2 separate regions of the Rattus norvegicus genome follow, and region 1 is linked to region 2. Evidence: chromatin contacts called from public Hi-C data. All regions are on one chromosome and are shown on one strand. The core of a region is the stretch at or near the end of the contact, and the rest is flanking DNA. Distances in the headings are between cores, read along the strand shown. Region 1 overlaps Pde6c (phosphodiesterase 6C). Region 2 holds the start of Rbp4 (retinol binding protein 4).

Region 1 (3,325 bases), core at 362-2,861, 40 kb before region 2:
AGGCTGACAGCCCAGTTGTTCAAAGTGCAAAGAGACTGTTCAGATTTAGAATGTGCTTTTCATTCACTGGCCTTTATCTCGAGTCCCTGACACACAGGTTTCATGGATGTAATCTCACCTGACCCCCACAACAATCTCTGAAAGGCCAAGGTTAGAGCCATTTTAAAGTTAAGAAACTGAGTCTGGGAATAAGTGAGTTGCCTACGTTTCAACCAGGAAATAGTCGGAACCCATGAACCCACAGACCCAAGCCTATGGTCTCTGGAACACTTCACTACTGCTGGAGGATGGTCACGTGGTAGAGCTGAGGCTGACGTGTGGCTGGGGATTTTAGATGCTTGATGCCATCCAATCTTAGCAGCTGCAGATCATTAGTGTAACTCCTATCGCCCAGAGGAGGAACTCAGGGTTCGGGAAATAAATGACTTGTGAATCTGAATCCGCCCGACACAGTCCGCACCTGTATCATTACACTTCCTTCCTGGGGACAAGAGAAGGAGGTGGCAGGACATTAGCCTAGAAAACCAGCTGAGAGAGGGAGTGGAGGAACCAAAGGACCAGGAAGTGAAGGATTAGGAGCCCCAGAAGATATGTTTTCTAACCTGAGCAAGGGAGATTTAATCCACTAGGAAAATTGAATGTGATTCCCTGATTAAAGTTATGTGAACAAAGTTGGGAACCTGAGAAGTGGAAGCAGAGAGAGAGACAGAGAGAGACAGACAGACAGAGACAGAGAGAGACAGAGAGAGAGACAGAGAGAGAGAGACAGAGAGAGACAGAGAGAGAGACAGAGAGAGAGAGACAGAGAGAGGGAGAGAGGCAGACACCATGGGAAAAAAGCAGATATCCCGAGCTTGAAGCTCAGGGGGGGATGCAACACTCCTGAGACTAAAAGCAGCAGAAGTGACTGGCTCCAGGTCTCAGAGGACAGGAGGGGGAGCATCCATCCCTCCCCAGCATCTTCCAGCCTCCGTCAGCACAGCACGCACCCTCACTTACTTCATTTGGTACAAGTTATTGGTTCCTCTGTGGTCAATGTCATGGCAGAAGGCAGCAGCAAGCATGGCAAAAGCTTCGAGGTCTGTGTAGTATTTCTTTAGTCTCCCAGTCTAGAAAGACGTACGAACACATTTATAGCGGCCAATACGGGCTACTCCAGGTATAGCCCAGTTGGCCTGCAAGGAAAGGGGCAGTTACCACATTTCTACCAAAGATTAGGTTTTTATTTAGTGAGTCTCGTGGCATCCCAGGGAAGTTTCAGAACCCAGCAGGTACCTGCATTTTTCCTTTACAATGGTAAACCTATGAATTTCTGGTCGATAATCTAGCCAACTGCAGAAGGGTTGGAGTCTGAGGGATAGTGACACAACAGGACATATCCTTTTCTTGTTACTTCTCAAGAGGAGAACTATTCACAGTTGCAAGGACTTTCAGTGGCTTCCAGCATCCGTACCTACCATTAACAAAGTGAACATGGTCTGCCCCACGTTGAATCCGTGTCGCCAGTTGTGGTAGGTGACAGGGCGGTACCCTTTCCGAACTGTGTACATCCACCGTGTAAGAACCTGTTACCCAAAGGCAACAACACCATTCAGACTTTAGAACAGAACTCTAAAGGGTAGGTGGCCCGGGGCACACTTATCTAAGATGGTATGCTGGTGCTGTTGACAGAGTTTAAGCCAGTGTAGTCACAAAGTTAATGATAGTTTGAAATCCTAACTTGAGCTAATCTTTGGAACCGCAGAAAACATCACGGAAGCCCAGCAACAGAGTCAGCTTTTGAGAATGCCACCTGACCTCGACCGGTACTTTGAATTTCTCCACCACATTTATCTCCAAAAACAGCCGCAGCCCGCATTTAACCAACTCGTGCTCCGTAACGGGGAAGTCGCTGAAACGGAACTCGTACAGGTCTGCTGCTCTTGGGTCGGGCAGCTCCTCCTTCTGTTGGAAGGACAGATTGCTTCACTATACATCCAGCCTAGAGCCCGCCATGCAGAACACCCATTATCAATGGTAAAGGGTTGATAGGAGGGGATGCGGAAGTAGTTCAGCAGCTCAAGGTATCTGTCCCCAGGCCTGATGACTGGAGTTCAATCCCTGGAGCCCTCACCGACTCCATGAGTTATTCTCTGACCTCCACGTGTGCCCAGGACACATGATCCATACCTATATCATACACACACGGACACGCACGCACGCACGCACGCACGCACGCACGCACGCACGCACGCGGGAACCTCTTTCTCTCCTCCGTCCCCTCTTCTGTCTTCACTCCCCTTTTGCTTATACCAGCTCCGTGTACACCAGCACCCGATAACCAGTAAAGCCGCAATTTAGAGCCACGTTTAAAATTTTCTCAGCGGATTTGACTCCAATCTAATCCCAGGGGCTCTTTTCTTTCTACAGTGGGGATTCCTGTCGTGGGTTCAAAGGGCTTAGGGATACGTGGGGGTGAGAGGTGAAGGAGGCACATAGTCATGGCTGTGACTTGGGAGACAAAAAGTCGTATCTTTTCAACAAGGAGTTTAGTGTAGTGAAATGCTTTATAAAACAGGGGCCAAGGAAGGCCGGGGGCTCGAGATTATTAGAGAACAGTACCATGCTCTCGGTGCTATGGGAGAAACAATGGTTGGGAACAGGTTCCCATCAATCAAATGAGGGAGATGCTGAAGGGACATCTCCAAAGCTAAGCTACTAGGAGGAAAAAAGGACCAGAGGAGGGGATGAAGGGAGAAGGAGATAGGACTTGCCAGGGCAGGAGACAAGTCATAGAGGAAATAGTGGTGAGGAGGGGGAACAGGAGGTCACTGGGACTATCAGGAGGGAGCAGAGAACAAGGAGCAGCCCAGGCCTCGGAAACCAGTTTTACTTAAAGCAAACATATGCGCCTGCCATTTGGTGCTCAAATGTATGGAAACTGAGCTCAGGGGAACCTTCACTCATGGAGGGAAGTGACCTGCTTTCCTGTACTTTCGTTTCTCTTCAACACGGTATTGAGGGTAAAAAGTGCACCTGGCCAACTGTCACTGAGATGAGTTCCCCTGTAGGTCTGAGGTAGACCACACAGCTGCTGCCAACTCCTCCTTCTTCGTGCTTTCTCTCCTGTCATGGTCATTGGCCTGAGAAAGGCTTTGCTCTGTCACCCTGGCAGGCAGGCCCTCTGGGATGGCCATTCTGCAACCCAAAGCCACTAAGACGATAAACCTAGCCAGTCTCCCTAGATCCTGAGGTAACTCTTGCAGCCATCTAGTTTAGCTGCAATTGTAAAGGGTCTTTGTGGGATGAACTATATCGAACCATGATGAAGAAAAAGCAGGAAACC
Region 2 (3,476 bases), core at 373-2,872:
CACAGTAGTTATTTACATGACATTTACATTTTATTAAACATTATAATCCAGAGAAGACTAAAATACACACGAGGATGCATATAGATTGTATTCAAATGCATCATTTTATACAGAGGCTTTGGATATCCTTGGATTTGGGGGATATAGAATCAAACCCTAGCCGAAACTGAGGGGCAAGAAATGCATCCTTTGGTAAAACTAGTCCAATCAAATTCTCCAGTTAGCTACTGGTCAGTAGTCCTTCCTAGGTTCCTGTGGAGTTGAAACATAGTCTCTGGTGCCACAGAGACTACAAGGAACACAATGGGTGCAGGGGTGGAGAGGGACAGAAAGCAGAGAACCAGGCAGGTGAATGTCCAAAAGGTCACAGGAAGTTGAAGGAAGCCACAGGTATCTTTACAAGATTTCCAGATGTGGCTAAGGTGCTGTTTGTTGAAGGAAACATCAACCTAGTTCTTTCTGTGGCGTCTCTCCTCTCCTTTCCCCATCTCCTCTTATAAAGCTATAGCAAAATATTCAGTGTCTCAAATGCTCAGACTTTGGGCAAGGGAGACACAAATACTTTCTCATAAAAAAAAAAAGTCACTAAATCTCATTGGTCGAAATCTTCCTCCTTTGAACTGCTGGGTTCAGTTTGACAGATCGCAAACTCCAAACGCAGAAGGGAACGTAGTGAGTCGTGTTGTGCCATAAGCAAAAAGTATTAACCGGTCAACACACCTTTTGGCCACCACCATTAAGGTTATGGAATTCTTTCCCTCTCCTTTTTCTCTTCCTGAGCCAATTTTCCTCACTGTTTTGGAATAAGTAAATCCTAGTATGGCTTATAAATAAAAATGCATGGTGAACACTTAGCAATTATGTTTTTCGGTGTGGTTTCAGGGAAGTGTGGCAACAGAAGTGGACGATCAACCACTCGGCCACTGGCGCTGCGAGAAGATTTCCTGCCCTGACCAGGTTGCGTTGCTAGAGAATATTTAACAGGGAGCGTTTTAGTTTTTCTAAAGATGATGAAACGAAAGAATAAATATTGACACAAACAGCACCACAACTCCTCAAAGAGTAAAATATGCCCCTTTTCTAAAGGGAAAAAACCGCAGCCAAAATATGCCAAAATGCTTCGCACAACAGCTCCTCAGTAGGAGCAGAGGCCACTTGGGAAAGCCAGGGCCTGGACACTAATGTGCCAGGCTACATCATAGGTCCCTTCTTGCTCAGTGAGGCCACCATCATCACACCATGGCCACGTAGGCCTCCAGCCAGGGCAACAGGACCTGGAGGACACTCAAGACCGCAGCTGGCTGTGCTGTCGCTGGATTCCCGGCCCAGCTCTTGGCCCCGATGGCTCGTCTGGGCTGGAGAGTTTGGCTCCACCAAGACCACCCTGAGCGGAGCTCGTAGCCTAGGCATCATGGGGCGGCAAGGCTGACGGAGGGGCCCCGCGTGCGTTCAGGCGGTGAGTCAGGGAGGGTTATGCAAGCTCCGCCGCCCCCCTCCCGCCCGCCCCCGGCACCTCCCCGCGGTCTTTCACCCCGCGTGGTTACGAAAGCGCGACCCCCTCCCCCCGGAGCTATAAAGGTCGGGAAGCCGCTCGCCTCCGTCGCTTCACGCGCGCGCGAACGCGGCGGCCAGGCTTGCACGCGGCTTCTGCTGGTGAGCGGTCGCGCGCTCCCCCCGGGACCTGCGGGGCGGGGTGGGGTGGGAGGGGGCGACGGGTGGCTCGGTCCTCCGGATCCGCGCTCACCCGGCGCCTGTCCTGCAGGGCAGACTCCGGTGTGAAATGGAGTGGGTGTGGGCGCTCGTGCTGCTGGCGGCTCTGGGAGGCGGCAGCGCCGAGCGCGACTGCAGGGTGAGCAGCTTCAGAGTCAAGGAGAACTTCGACAAGGCTCGTGTAGGTATCAGCCCCGGTCCCCCGATTCCTGCGGGCCGGCGGTGGACCCCAGACTCTAGTCGCCAACTCTCTTATCTCTTTCTCAGTTCTCTGGGCTCTGGTATGCCATCGCCAAAAAGGATCCCGAGGGTCTCTTTTTGCAAGACAACATCATCGCTGAGTTTTCTGTGGACGAGAAGGGTCATATGAGCGCTACAGCCAAGGGACGAGTCCGTCTTCTGAGGTCAGTGGCCTCTAGTGGGCTATGTGCCGCGTTCCAAGGTGCCTCCCCGCTTTGGCTGGCTGGGAGCCCAACCCTCACTGGGAAGGGAAAGGAGCACCTTGGATGGGGTAGGAGCCCTTTCCTGGCTTGGCTCAGGGTTCTCTTGGCTTTTTCAGCAACTGGGAAGTGTGTGCAGACATGGTGGGCACTTTCACAGACACAGAAGATCCTGCCAAGTTCAAGATGAAGTACTGGGGTGTAGCCTCCTTTCTCCAGCGAGGAAGTGAGTAGTGGGGCATAAATGGCCAAATCACTGTGATTCTATTCAGTGGCACCATTGGGAAGGGCTTTAAGAGGCAGTCTCTCTGGCCCTGTCTGAATTTAGGGGCCGTGGGATTAGAAGGGACTGGATTCTCAGCCTAAAATACCTGATCCAAGTTCAGAAGGGCCTTTGGGCTTGTCGGGTACCATTTTCCTGATCACCACACTGTCTCCCCACATCACCACTCCACTCTGTTCCGTTGGGTGGAATCCCTGAGACAGTTCGACAATCTGGAACATCGGCAGAAGTAGAGACCAATATCCAAGATGAAGGGACCAAGTGTCTGAGCTGGGTGAAAACCCCCGGGCCTTGCCGGTGGACTACCACCAGCCAGGCAGTTTTCTGGCTGCAACAGTCTCCTTTCCTTAAGACCTCATATGTAAGGCAGGATTTTGAGGACTCCCAACGAAGTTCCCTAAAGCTTAGGGTACTTTTCAGGACAATCTACCCGTTCTTTAACCCCCAGTCCATTTCACTTAAATTATAAATCTGAAAGCTACTTGATTAACTAAGGGATAATTCAGGGTGGGAAGAAGTATCGTGAGATCTCAGAGAGGAGGGGTTCTAGATCTCACCATGGTTCTAGATTTGTGGGTTGCTATCCCCTTGGGGGGGCGAATTATTCTTTCACAGAGGTCACCTAAACCTATCTGAAAACTCAGATGTTTCACTATGATTCACAACAGTAGCAAAATTACAGTTAGGAAGTAGCAACAAAAATAATTTCGTGGTTGGTGGCACTACAACACGAGGAACCATATCAAAGAGACATACACACAGGATTAGCAAAGTTGAGAGCCACTTCCCTAGGACGAAGGGGGTATCCAGGATAAATTTCACCTGTACATCACGCTCGGGGCACACACACACACACACACACACACACACACACACACACACACACAACCTGAGTTCAAATCCTAACTAATCTATTACCTGTGGGACCCTGGGTTATTACTTAACTTTTCTGTGCCTCAGTTTCCTCCGGTGCAAAGTAAACAGAATCACAGCACCCAGGCCATGGGACTGTGAAGATATAATACATTAGTGGGCAGAAAGCA

What was found. Hi-C and Micro-C count contacts between places; a contact is called where the count stands out from the background.
Region 1: a contact with region 2 is called in a Hi-C map of liver, with 7 times the contacts expected there. The contact joins the enhancer-like site here to the promoter of Rbp4 in region 2. A contact is called at or near these places in 3 of 12 Hi-C or Micro-C datasets (hepatocytes, kidney and liver).

The regions. Positions count from the first base shown.
Region 1 is chr1:245,352,042-245,355,366 of GRCr8, reverse strand. It overlaps Pde6c (phosphodiesterase 6C), which reads right to left. Exons shown (of 22, transcript NM_001416003.1): 12 at 1,798-1,944; 13 at 1,458-1,565; 14 at 1,000-1,109. Among named protein-coding and RNA genes, the nearest start is that of Pde6c, 32 kb to the right of the region's middle. Within about 2 kb of position 1,611, at least 2 of the 93 cell types and tissues checked have an H3K27ac peak or open chromatin away from gene starts, as enhancers often do. A contact at or near this core is called in liver, where this site is marked.
Region 2 is chr1:245,311,697-245,315,172 of GRCr8, reverse strand. Rbp4 (retinol binding protein 4) reads left to right here and starts at 1,622. Exons shown (of 6, transcript NM_013162.1): 1 at 1,622-1,653; 2 at 1,763-1,891; 3 at 1,978-2,114; 4 at 2,270-2,376. The coding sequence starts at 1,781.